2 separate regions of the Triticum aestivum genome follow, and region 1 is linked to region 2. The links are chromatin contacts, called in public Hi-C maps. All regions are on one chromosome and are shown on one strand. Each heading gives the region's core, a stretch centred on a gene start, on an enhancer-like site or on the middle of the called end of the contact. The rest is flanking DNA. Distances are from core to core; before and after follow the strand shown. Region 1 holds the start of LOC123045090 (peroxidase 51). Region 2 has its middle 6.8 kb from the start of LOC123045089.

Region 1 (6,116 bases), core at 2,983-5,482, 64 kb before region 2:
ACACAACTCTAAAAGTAAAATAAGTCATACAAGCATCATATTACAAGCCATGGGCCTCGAGGGCTCGAATACAAGTGCTCGAACATAAACGAGACATGAGAAGCAACAATATCTGAGTACAAACATAAGTTAAACAAGTGGCCATAAGATGGCTAGCACAAACTAGGATACAGATCGAAAGAGGCGCAAGCCTCCTTCCTGGGATCCTCCTAAACTACTCCTCGTCGGGGGCGGCCTGAACGTAGTAGTAGGCAGCTCCAATGTAGTAGGAGTCGTCATCGACGGTGGCATCTAGCTCCTGGGATCCAACGCATGGTTGCGGCATCCGAGAAGAAGAGGAAAAAAGGGGGAAAAGAGGGAGCAAAGCAATCGTGAGTACTCATCCAAAGTACTCGCAAGCAAGGATCTACACTACATATGCATGTGTATATGTGTAAAGAGGCAATATCGATGGATTGAACTGCAGAATGCCAGAATAAGAGGGGGATAGCTAGTCCTATCAAAGACTACGCTTCTGGCAGCCTTCATCTTGCAGCATATAGAAGAGGGTAGATTGAAGTTCGCCAAGTATCTTTGCATAGCATAATCCTACCCGGCGATCCTCCCCTCGTCGCCCTGTGGGAAAGCGATCACCGGGTTGACTCTGGAACTTGTCTGGATGTGTTTTATTAAGTATCTGGTTCTAGTTGTCATAAGGTCAAGGTACAACTCCGGGTCGTCCTTTTACCGAGGGACACGACTATTCGAATAGATAAACTTCCCTGCAGGGGTGCACCACATTTCCCAACACGTTCGATCCCTCTGGCCGGACACACTTTCCTGGGTCATGCCCGGCCTCGGAAGATCAACACATCGCAGCCCTACCTAGGCACAATAGAGAGGTCAACACGCTGGTTTAAATCCTATATCTTGCCTTGGGTGTGTGTGTCGTGTGCGGTGGTGGCATGTGTTTCTATCGGTGTCTCAGTTGTTATGTGATGATGTTTGCCTTATAATATAAAGCGGGGAAACCCTTTTTCATCTTATGAGTTTATCCCTACATGGTTTCTCATGGAAAGTTTTTAATGAGGCAACTGTAAAATAAGCATTGTGATATATCATTTTCTTCGTATTTTCTCACTAGGTCTTTAGAAGATGTTTTTCATGACATATTATGTATATCTCCTCATATTTTTTCCACAGGGTTTTTGGAGGAGGACGTTTCAAGACGACAGGCGCTAACCGCTGCGTCTCTCCTCGCTCCCTCTCGAATGGATATTCGTTCGTGTCCCTTGTGTTAGAATTAATCCGAGGCCATCGTCGATCTACCGAGGACCAAGCAATCACACAAACACAAGAACGAGATTTGTTAACGAGGTTCACCATCATGGCTACGTCCCCGGGGCCTGACTACGGGCGTTCCTCCCCATGACTCCGCTACAATACCGCACCCAGCCTGCCCGGGCACCGACACACGCCGCTGGCTCCCTCACGTGCCCGTGCTATTATGTTGGCATAGGTTGCATCATGTGTCTACCCCCGCTATATACGAGAGGCATAGGATATAAGTGTCCTACTTGGACACGACTCCATATCCTATCTAAATACAATACAACTACAAGTCCAACTGTAACCTACCTTGTACAATTATATTCGACACAACTCTAACAAACTCCACCTTGGCGAATATTCTTCACCACCTTGGATTCATCCATGCGTCAAACATCCATGTACATTGGACTCAAGATACGCCATGAGCACCGCTGCTACTCCCAGACTCCATGTGACTCCACCTGTAATTGTAGTCCCTTCTCATCTTCTTAACAGTCAACACTCGAGCAAAATTAAGTTCCTCATTACTCTACTTTGTGCTCCCAACTTCCGGAGTATCCATCCACCGCCATCACACACCGACCACTGTCTGCGTGAAAGTGAACAACTCACATATTGGACACCACATATAAGAGATACCCGAACTCAACATCATCGCCCTCCTCGACTGTCTGTTTGAAACTTGAAGGAATTTCACCGTCTCCCTGTGTCACCCTGAGTCAAATTCGTAGTTGACTCACCCTTCTTCCGTATAGTCTCTGGCATGTCCCATAGCTATAGCACTCGGCCTCCTTCTGTATTTGTCATCTGCACTTTGCCATGTGCACTGAACACCACAGAATATATAGTCATGTACTCTCTCAGCTTTCGACATTAAGACTTTCCGCCACTTTCTCAGATTCTCCATAGTCAACTTATGTCCATCAACCGGCACCGATAGACCCAGTCACCAACTTGAATCTAGTACTCATCAACACTGCTTCAGCACCCCCTGCACAATTTGTCTGACCAGATATCTGACCACCAGTTCATTGGCCCGTCGTTGTGTTCCGTGCTTACCGCACGCATCGCCGCTATCACCGCGTCGAGCCTCTGCCGTCCTGGTCAAGTCTCCCGGGTAGCTAACCCACACTGCCTCAACCCCCACTGTAGAGAACCACTGATCATCACTGACCGGTGCCGAGTATCACGTCTCCATCAGACCACCGGTACCCGGTCCGACCCACGTGTCTCTCGCTATCCCGCTCAAATAGGTTTCGACTCTCCATGCATTTACGTTGTAGCCCCTCCATCAGCAAAGAGTGTAGTCATCCATCAGGCTCCAGCTCCACCTTCAACATAACTCCATGTAGTTGGCCGTGCTACCCCCACGCCCCGTCGATCTCAAGCACTCATGTGTACACTACCTTGAATCAACCCATGCGCCACAGTCTAGTCGAAGCCGCACAAGCCCTCAGACCTACACCACGTGTTTCTACGCCCCAGAAGTTGGCCACCATCAGCATCACGCTCCTATATCGTCGTCACTGAAATCACCGCCATCTTCTGCTTTGACCAACATCCACGTCAGTCCATTAGACTGTCCAGTCCGATCCATCCGAAAGTATCCGACTGCTACCATGCTCCACCCCGCCGTATCTATCCCGCACATCTCCATGCATTGCTTTGACGCCCTGATTATGCATGTTCCCTGTTACGACGCACTCCAGACTCCTCCAAGCCTTATACGCACGTCACTATCCTCGGTTCCTGTTTAACTGCTAGTCGAACAACACCACTGCTGCCATGCCGCAATCTCCTTAGCGTACGAAGCAAAGAACCCAAAAGTAGTCCCTGTAGTCTCTTGTGTACGTGTGCAACCAACTCAAACAATTTCATCTACACCTGTAGCACCTAGTGACTTCCTGAATATTTTTCTCATTCTATTGTTCCATGCACGAGATCAAACATGCTAGTAACCAGTAGATTCCATGTTCCATCACACTACAATACCTTTCAGAACCGATTTTTTTCCTTAATAAATCATCGCGTCGTGTTTGTGTGATTGCTTGGTCCTCGGTAGATCGACGATGGCCTCAGATTAATTCTAACAAGTGGTATCATGAGCTATGGTTGCGAAGAGGCTGTTTGATTATTCTAGAGGAGGGCGACGAAGGACGTCTGATAACTCGGTCGTGGTGGCTCGAAGAGTTCTCGATGGACGTGGAAACTGTCGCAGGAAAAGCAATCGGAGCAGATCGTTCACAGCGGCGGCGGCATATGCATAATCGGATCGAATAGCGGTCAGGTGCAGCGTGCAGGCGAGGCCATTGACGGGCTGCAGCATGTGCAGGCGCCCGGCCGGCCGGGGTGCGGTATTATAGCGGTGTCATGGGGAAGAGCATCCGTAGTTAATGCCCCGAGGATTTAGCCATGATGGTCAACCTCGTTAACAAATCGCAATACCATACTCGTGTGATTACTTGGTCCTCGGTAGATCGACGTGCGCTTCGGATTATTCTAACACCTTGAGAGATATATAATGTACAAACATCGTCAATAATGAAATAGACAGAGATTCATTTGTCTTCCTTGTTTCATATCAGAAATTACGCGCTTGGAAAACCCCGTCCACTTACGGCATGCACTACGCAGCGATGAAACCAACTACTCCAGAGCAGAGCAGAGCTGATCGAGTACTCGACTGTTTTCCGTGATGGAAATGGAAATACAAGTATGTGTTGCAACCTTCCTAAAGCACTCGAGTACCCTGTGTACCGCAGATTTTGAGGCTAGCTTAATTTTGTGGGCATCGGAATATTCAAGAGTAGCATCGTTTTCAGATCACTGTCACGAAGGCAACGGACACTCGCTGCCTGCACTGCACGCCGATAAGCGTAGTCGATGGAGAGACCACCACCGATCGATTCATTAGTGGCCCTCTCTGTGTGACCTTATCCTTCGGTGCCCCTACCACAAACCCAAACTTGCCGTCGTCGCGTCGCCTTGCGCTCCACCAAGACAAACCCAACACACGGCGCCGCCCCACTGCGTGTACGTCTGCGTCCGCATATATTTGTGGCGGCGGCGAACACGCGTTATCTACCGAGCTACGACGGCGGGCCACATGACTCCGGCCGTGGCGGCGCTCCTGGTGGTGGCGGTACTGGCCGCGAGCGCCAACATGTGCGCGGCGCAGCTCCGGCGGGACCATTATGCCGGCGTGTGCCCCGACGTCGAAGCCATCGTCCGGGGCGCCGTCGCCAAGAAGTTCCAGCAGACCTTCATCACCGTGGGCGCCACCGTGCACCTCTTCTTCCACGACTGCTTCGTCGAGGTAACAGGCAAACATGCACCCTACGTACGTGCATGAAGAACCATGCCGCCATACGCTACGCTTCAACGTTTGTGTGCATGTAGGGGTGCGACGCGTCGGTGCTGATCGCGTCCACGGCCAACAACACGGCGGAGAAGGACAGCACTGCCAACCTGTCGCTGGCCGGCGACGGCTTCGACACGGTGATCAAGGCCAAGGCGGCCGTCGACGCCGTGCCACGGTGCCGGAACCGGGTCTCCTGCGCCGACATACTAGTCATGGCCACCAGGGACGCCATTGCACTGGTAACAAGTTCATGCATCGATCTCTTCCGCCTGATTCTCATACGTACGCACACAAGTATTTATTAGCTAACGCAAGACACGTACGGTTTGGCGCAGGCTGGCGGGCCGTCGTACGCGGTGGAGCTGGGGCGGCTGGACGGGCTGAGCTCGACGGCGAGCAGCGTCCCCGGCAAGCTGGCCCCGCCGACGTCCAGCCTCGATCAGCTCACGGCGCTCTTCGCCACCAACGGGCTCTCTCAGACCGACATGATCGCCCTCTCCGGTACGTACGTAATTAAGTCCAGTACCAGTATAATGATACTTCGAAAAAACAAATATTATAAGGCGGCAAATTACGCGTTGCTGATCGTGTACGTACGGGCTCTGTGTACGTTTGCTTTGCTTGCACATTGAAATCAAGTTGGGATAGGGACACTAATGACGGTGAAAGCTAGGTAAACCAGGGTTGCACCCAATTCCAAATCGGACATACCATGCGTTACCTGCCCTGTTCGGAGTGTGCAAAGCCGCCAAACTCCAGTCCAGCCTCATCAATGGAGAAGACGTCGAATGCGACGAGACAAACCTACGTGCCGGGCTGCCGGCCCATGACCCTGTCCTACAATGACATCTTTGATGGATCAATCCCTCCAAAACCAAAAAATATATTCTTCGATGGATCATCAACTTAATTGATTGCTCTGTCCATCTACAGGATTGCTAGAATATGTTTTCACGATTTGCTGTCAGGGACAAGTTGGATGATTCCGCAACAACCTCCCTAAATAACAGTTTTATATAAAACACATCCATCCACCCTCTCAGAAAATCTAGGACAGCCATTGAAGATCATACGGTCCACACCACATTTGTCTATTTTTTCTAATGCTAAGACTTGATTCTATTGTAGCCTCCCTCAAGTTAACATGTTGCATGGAGTGGTGGAGCCATGTCGGTCAGGAGGTGTGTGGCAACACGATGGAAGTACACAAACACCTTCTAGCATATATATGGGAGCGAGACATGTCTTCTTCCCTCCGACGAGAAATTGCTAAGATCATGGCCTTCCCAATTGCTTGGCCTCTTCTCATGGAGAAACCCCATTGAAGAGAACTCCAACACTTGCACTCGTACTCGGATAACCTGTCCATAGTGCACGTGTCCGCTGCCCTACAGATTAGAAATCACAGACGAGCAGCCACTAGCCGCACCCACCCTTACCAAAT
Region 2 (6,138 bases), core at 1,511-4,010:
GACCAAATTGCTTTTTTAGGACCTGATTGCCTTTTAAAAATACGTGGGGGCCACCTGTCAACGGTCAAGCTAACAGCAACCTGACGGGTGGGCCAAACATGTCATAGTCTTGCTTAATTCTTAACGGTTCAGTCACTTGGGTTTTTTGAAACAGCAGACCACTTTTATGGTAATTTTTTAATAGATTAAAAAAATGATCGTTTTTTGTAGACCTAGTCTGTAATGTGGTACAGTTTTTTGCTATATACTCGAACTAGCTAGGTTGTGGCGTAGAGCCAATGTGAACAGGAGTCGTGTGCGGATAGCTCGGTACATAAGTTTTTTTATCAGTAATTCTCAGCATAACAGAGGTGGCTAGGCGGGCAACATTAAACTCCCCCTCTGCAGAAGACACGAACATTCAAGCAAAGAGTGTGATGAGTAATTGTACGAACCTTGTGACGGAGATTCGCTTGGAAGCCGACATATGATATTCCTAGCATAATCTGTATTTGACTATCTCTTTTCTCTTAAAGAAATGACACGCAAAGCTCATGCGTGTTCTTAAAGAAATAAACACGACAACACATTGGACCTGCGTTGGAAATGAACATAGCAGAGTCAGATTACCCACCATGGAAGTAACATAGGTGTAGTAACATCACACATGTCTAGATAAAATAGATGATGTGGCAAACAATAAATGAAAAAAGCGAGGCATGTGGTAAGGCTGGTCATAGTGGAAGTAACATAGATGCCACATAAGCAAAAATATTGATGTGACAAGTAGTTAATGAGGAGAGAGGCAAATAGAGTAACCTAATATGTTACCATCACATAGCGCTTACCAATGCAAAATGAGTCTACAAGACAATAAATGAACATGTGTATGTTACTACACATATGACACTTCTCACTATAAGGGTAGTAACATAGAGTAGTAACGTATGCATGTTAGTACTCTAAATTACTCCCCACTATGACTAGCCTAACATAGCTAGTTGGTAGACTTTGCCACATAAGATTTTTGATGATGTGTCATGCAATAAATGAGGAAAGAGAGAAATGATGTATGTACATGAACCAACACCCCTTGCACAAGCTCCAATGTAGAATGAGAGAGCACTTTATTTATTACCTCACATCCTATTGGGCAAACTAGATACAACCCATTGGAGATGTTGTATGTTAAGGTGTTGATTGATGACATGGCATATTTTACCAACAAGCTAACATACAAACTGTTGGAGATGCCCTAATAGTATGAGTAACATCACACATATCAAGGCAAGTTGAGTCTATAGCCTAATAAATAAAGTGTTGCATGTTATCATACATATATTACTCTCCAATATAGAGGTAGTAACATAGAGTAGTAACATGGGCGTGTTATTACTCTATGTTACTACCCATTGTGGCTAGTCTCAAAGAAGTCGAGGGAGGTGGGGCCTGATGGGAGGCCGAGGCAAGGTTGGGAGGAGCACAAAACCAGTCGAAAGCGGATGTGGAGCATAACACCAGTCAGAGGCTAAGGCAAAGAGGTCCCCCGGGGGATGGAGGGAGGGGGGGGGGATGTTGCGAGGGAGCACCAAGAGGTGTTAAGCGGCGGCGATGCACAATAAATCTAGCTAAAGGAAGTCGGGTCAAGCGCTACAGAGGGTGCAATTGCAATTTGAATGAAACATGGGGAAAGTTACGGACATTTTCTTGCCATGGGGTATATGACCTAACCAGAAGATCGGGAAGTACCTTTTTCCTTTTTTTTTCTATCAAGAGGAAAGACGTGGGCTTAGAAAATAAGCTAGGCAAAAGTTATACTAGTTATTTTTAGCTTATGCTTATTTTCCCTTAAAAAGCTCTGAAAATAACTGACCAAATATAAGACAAGCTGCTAAAGGCTGGTGCTACAGTTTGGTTTTCATGGTGGAGTGCTCTAAAGTTTAGTAGGTATCCTAATCAAGACAACACAAAAAGGAAGGGGGTGGGAGAGAGAGAGACGATATTATGGGAAAAAGATTATATGAGACCAGGTCTCATATAAATCAGGTGAGACCCGCCTTGATGGATGACATGTGGTATTCACAAATCAGAAAGTATCTAATCTCTCCCCCCTGATTTCAGGTGGGGGTGGGGTTGATGCTTTGTGATTTGCGAATGTCACGTGTCATCCATCAGGATGGGATGGATGGAGTGGCTGCCAACCATGCATAATCGATCGGGAAGTGGATGCAGATACAGCTGAATTCGACATCTCTGCACGCTTGAAATGATTGAATTTCTGAATTGGAAATGGCCTAGGCGAGTACGCGACGTGTGTTACGTGCTACCCTGCATCTCTAGCTTAGCTATAGCTGGATGATATTTTTAGATATTTAATCATGTATATGTATACACGCTTGCTACGTGACAACACATCTTGGTCCGACAAGACGTACGCGGAAGCCACAGCACGGAGACGGAGGACGGCGGCGATGTGATGCGGCAATACCCCGTCTCCTGTGTTTCTCGTTTCACACCCAGGTGCTGGTGCATGCATACATGGCAGAGGTGAGAGGTCAATAATACATGTGAATTTGATACTTTCCGTTCCAAAATTTTTGTCTTAAATTTATCTAAATACGGATGTATCAAGTCACGCTTTAATATTAGATACATCTATATCTAAATAAATCTAAGACAAAAATTTTAAGACGAAGAAAGTATTTTATTAGCACGGTACAGCTACAGTGGGTCCGTCTCACACACCCGCCCGGAATTCCGCCTCAGGCAGACCTTTCGTTGATGTAAAATGTAAAGGATGTCGCTAGAGAGCGCGGCTGCGCTTGTTTGTGGTTCGGAGCGCATCCTCCCACACACGCACGTCAAACAGAACGGTACACAACCAGCGCCCTTGCCCGCCCATGCATCCATCCATCCGACAGCAGCTAGCCACCACGTACATGTGCATGACAAGGTAGCTGGTGCGTAGCACGTCGCCTGTGGTAACTGGTAACTTGCTGTTCTCCGCGTTGCTATATCTTCTTGCACGCATGTGACTGCTCGTGTTGCCTTGCTCGTTGTGTCCGCATGTCGCCAATCCTTGCTTCGTCCGCATGCGCCATTTCGATCGCCGATCTGTCTGCATGCCACCTAGTGTACCGTTCATTGGCATCCGTTGGCCGAAAACCGGGCCGAGCGATCTAGAGCATGTATAGTAGAGCCCTCAAACCCTTAAATCGAAAACTAGTTTTAAGGGTTGAGAATTTGCCATATTTAACACTTTTAAGGGTTAAAAAACATGGGCAAAGACTAGAACCCTCAAGTCCAACCATTATAACGGAATATTCCGTTATAAGGGTTGGATTTGAGGGTTCTAGTTCCGTTATAAGGGCTGGGTTTGAGGGTTCTAGTCTTTGCCCCAACCCCAACCCTTAAAACTGTCATTTGACATATCACAATTTTCATCATCTCAATAACACCGAATAGTACTTTTAAACACATAATAATCATTCAATATATTACAACAATGTTCTGAAGCAAATTATAATAATTGTTCGAATCAAATAGGACATAGAAAAGTAAACAAAGGTAGATCATGGGCCTTGGCATCGCCCAGCCAACTGCCACTGGTGCTCTACTAGATCATCCCAGAGCTGACCATGAGTGTTTGCATCCTCAATCTGACGATGTGCTTCAAGAAAAGCTTGTACGCGACAAGGGTTTCTTTCCGGTTGCACACAAGTACCAACATTGTCATAGAAATAAGGCAGTTTTAACCCTCTCTCATCCTCGATGATCATGTTGTGTAGAATCACACAACATTTCATGATGTTCTTCAAGGTATTTTTGTCCCAAAAACGAGCTGGACCCCGAACTATGGCAAATCTTGCTTGCAAAACACCGAAAGCTCTGTCAACATCCTTGCGGGCTGCCTGTTGTGCCTTGGTGAAATGAGCCTCTTTTCTGGTTAAGGGCACCCCATTTTTCTCCTTGGCGGACTTCATTGAGATAGTATCTCAATGGGATACTATATGTGACGCCCGGATAATCAAGCTACAGTAACCTCTGTTAATGATGCCACATCACCACTCTTACTGTTGCTAACCTCGCAATGATTCGAAACCTTTTCAAATTCAAATTCAAATTAATGTCAAGCGATAAAGTTTTTAAAATATTAAACTAAAATGTTCGGAGTGTGCAGTTAAATGCCTAGGTGATTATAGTGCAACAAACACCCTTTTTGAAAATGTCTAAATATATTAAAATGAAATAAAACAGAAAAATGAAATAAATAAAAGGAAAAGACAAATCTAACTAAAAATAAAAAGAGGCACCCCCCACTGGGTCATCTGTGGCCCAGCTGGCCAGCCCAACTGGGCAAAGGCCCAGCCGACTGGCCCAGCCGACTGGCCCAGCCGGCCGACCCACCCCGCTCCCACCTTATCCCCCCACCCGACAGAAACCCTAACCGCTACCCCCCACTCCCCTCGATCCCCCACGTCTCGCTCCCTCTCCCCCTCCCCCCCGATCCAGATCGGGGGCAGCTAACACCGACGACCGCGCCGCCTCATGCCCCGCCGCCGGCGCCCATTCCGGCGACGCCCCATCGCCGTCCTCCTCGCCTCCTCCTCCCCCCCGATCTGGGCGCCTCGCCGCGGCGCCCCGACGATGCCACCGCCCGACGTCGCCTCACCGCCTCGACCACGCCTCCTCGCCGGACCGCCACACCGTCGTCCACCTGCGTCGCGCCGTCCTCATCCCCCTCCTCGACACCCGCTGTCGTTGCCCTACGAACCAACGTGAGCCCGGCCCCCGCCTCTCCTCTTCCCCCCACTTGCTCCAAGGCGACTCGTCATCACCACCACGCCACTGGCCCGCTCCGGCGCGCCCCGATGCGTGCACACCGCGCCCAAGCCGTGCCCCACACCACGCCACCTGCACGCGCCCAAGGATGCCTCGCCCCTGGCCTCCCTTGCCTCCCGCACCCGCTGCTGCCTCGGAACCGCGGCCTCCTCACCGGAGCGCTCGCACCTGCCGTGGCTCGCGTCGCCGTAGCCTCCTCTACTGCTCCACCCGTGCTGCCTCCCGCCGGGCGCCCCTGTCCTACCTCACGCTGCCGCCCCGCCTCGCTCCACTGCGGCCGCCTACCTCCGCCGCCTCCGACGACCGTGCCCCTGCTAGCCCCGCCACCGCCAGAACCCCCGCCGGGGACCGCCCTCGCCAGCTCCTCGTCGAGGCCATGGCCTTCGCCGGCGCCATCCATCACGCTTGTGCGAGTTTGGGCGGACGCCCACGCCCGCGTGCCCCTGGACGTGCGCCCGAACGGGGCGCGTCCGTAGCCCGCACGCCCGCACGCCCGTTAGGCCCCATTGGGCCTATGACAAGCAGGCCCCACCCCAGAACGAAAGTAAAAAAAGGCTTTAAAAAAAGTAAATAAATAAATAATTAAAATAATTAAAAAATTAATTAATTCATTAAAGAATTAATTAACTTAATTAATCCTGATTAGTTAACATAATTAATTGTAGTTAATAAACCTAATCATTTTAGTTAGACTAACTAAACCTGATTAGTTAGTCTTAGACAATGACAACCGGGTCCCACCATCAGATTGACCCAGACAACCCCTGTTGATTGCTGACGTCAGCATGACATCATGCTGATGTCATAATTCCATTTTTGAATTAAATTAAGTAATTAATTAAATTCTAGAAATTAATAAAATCTTTAGAAAATCATATCTTTTAATCCGTAATTCGGATTAAATTATTTTCAACATGAAAGTTGCTCAGAATGACGAGACGAATCCGGATACGCAGGCTGTTCGTCCGCCACACATCCCTAGCATAGCAAACACGCAACTTTCCCCCTCCGGTTCATCTGTCCAAAAACGCGAAACTCCGGGAATACTTTCCCGGATGTTTCCCCCCTTCGTCGGTATCACTTACTATCGTGTTAGGGCACACCAAACACCGCGTATTGTCTTGTTACGCTTTGTGATGCTTTGATTGTTCTATTATTTATTATGTTCCCTCTCTGTTACTTCTTTCCGATAGACCCCGAGACTGCCGGCGACCCCCAGTTCGACTACGGTGTTGGTGACTCGTCCTTCTTGCCAGAGCAACCAGGCAAGCCCCCCCCCCTTGATCACTAGATATCGCCTATTCTACTCTATACTGC

The links. A called contact is a pair of places that touch in the nucleus more often than the background predicts.
Region 1: a contact with region 2 is called in a Hi-C map of leaf, with 2.9 times the contacts expected there. The contact joins the promoter of LOC123045090 here to the enhancer-like site in region 2. A contact is called at or near these places in 4 of 5 Hi-C or Micro-C datasets (leaf and an unstated tissue).

The regions. Positions count from the first base shown.
Region 1 is chr2B:393,033,112-393,039,227 of IWGSC CS RefSeq v2.1, reverse strand. LOC123045090 (peroxidase 51) reads left to right here and starts at 4,232. Exons shown (of 4, transcript XM_044468021.1): 1 at 4,232-4,627; 2 at 4,711-4,911; 3 at 5,008-5,173. The coding sequence starts at 4,418.
Region 2 is chr2B:392,967,128-392,973,265 of IWGSC CS RefSeq v2.1, reverse strand. No RefSeq gene overlaps it. Among protein-coding and RNA genes, the nearest start is that of LOC123045089, 6.8 kb to the left of the region's middle. Within about 2 kb of position 2,760, at least 4 of the 8 cell types and tissues checked have an H3K27ac peak or open chromatin away from gene starts, as enhancers often do. A contact at or near this core is called in leaf, where this site is marked.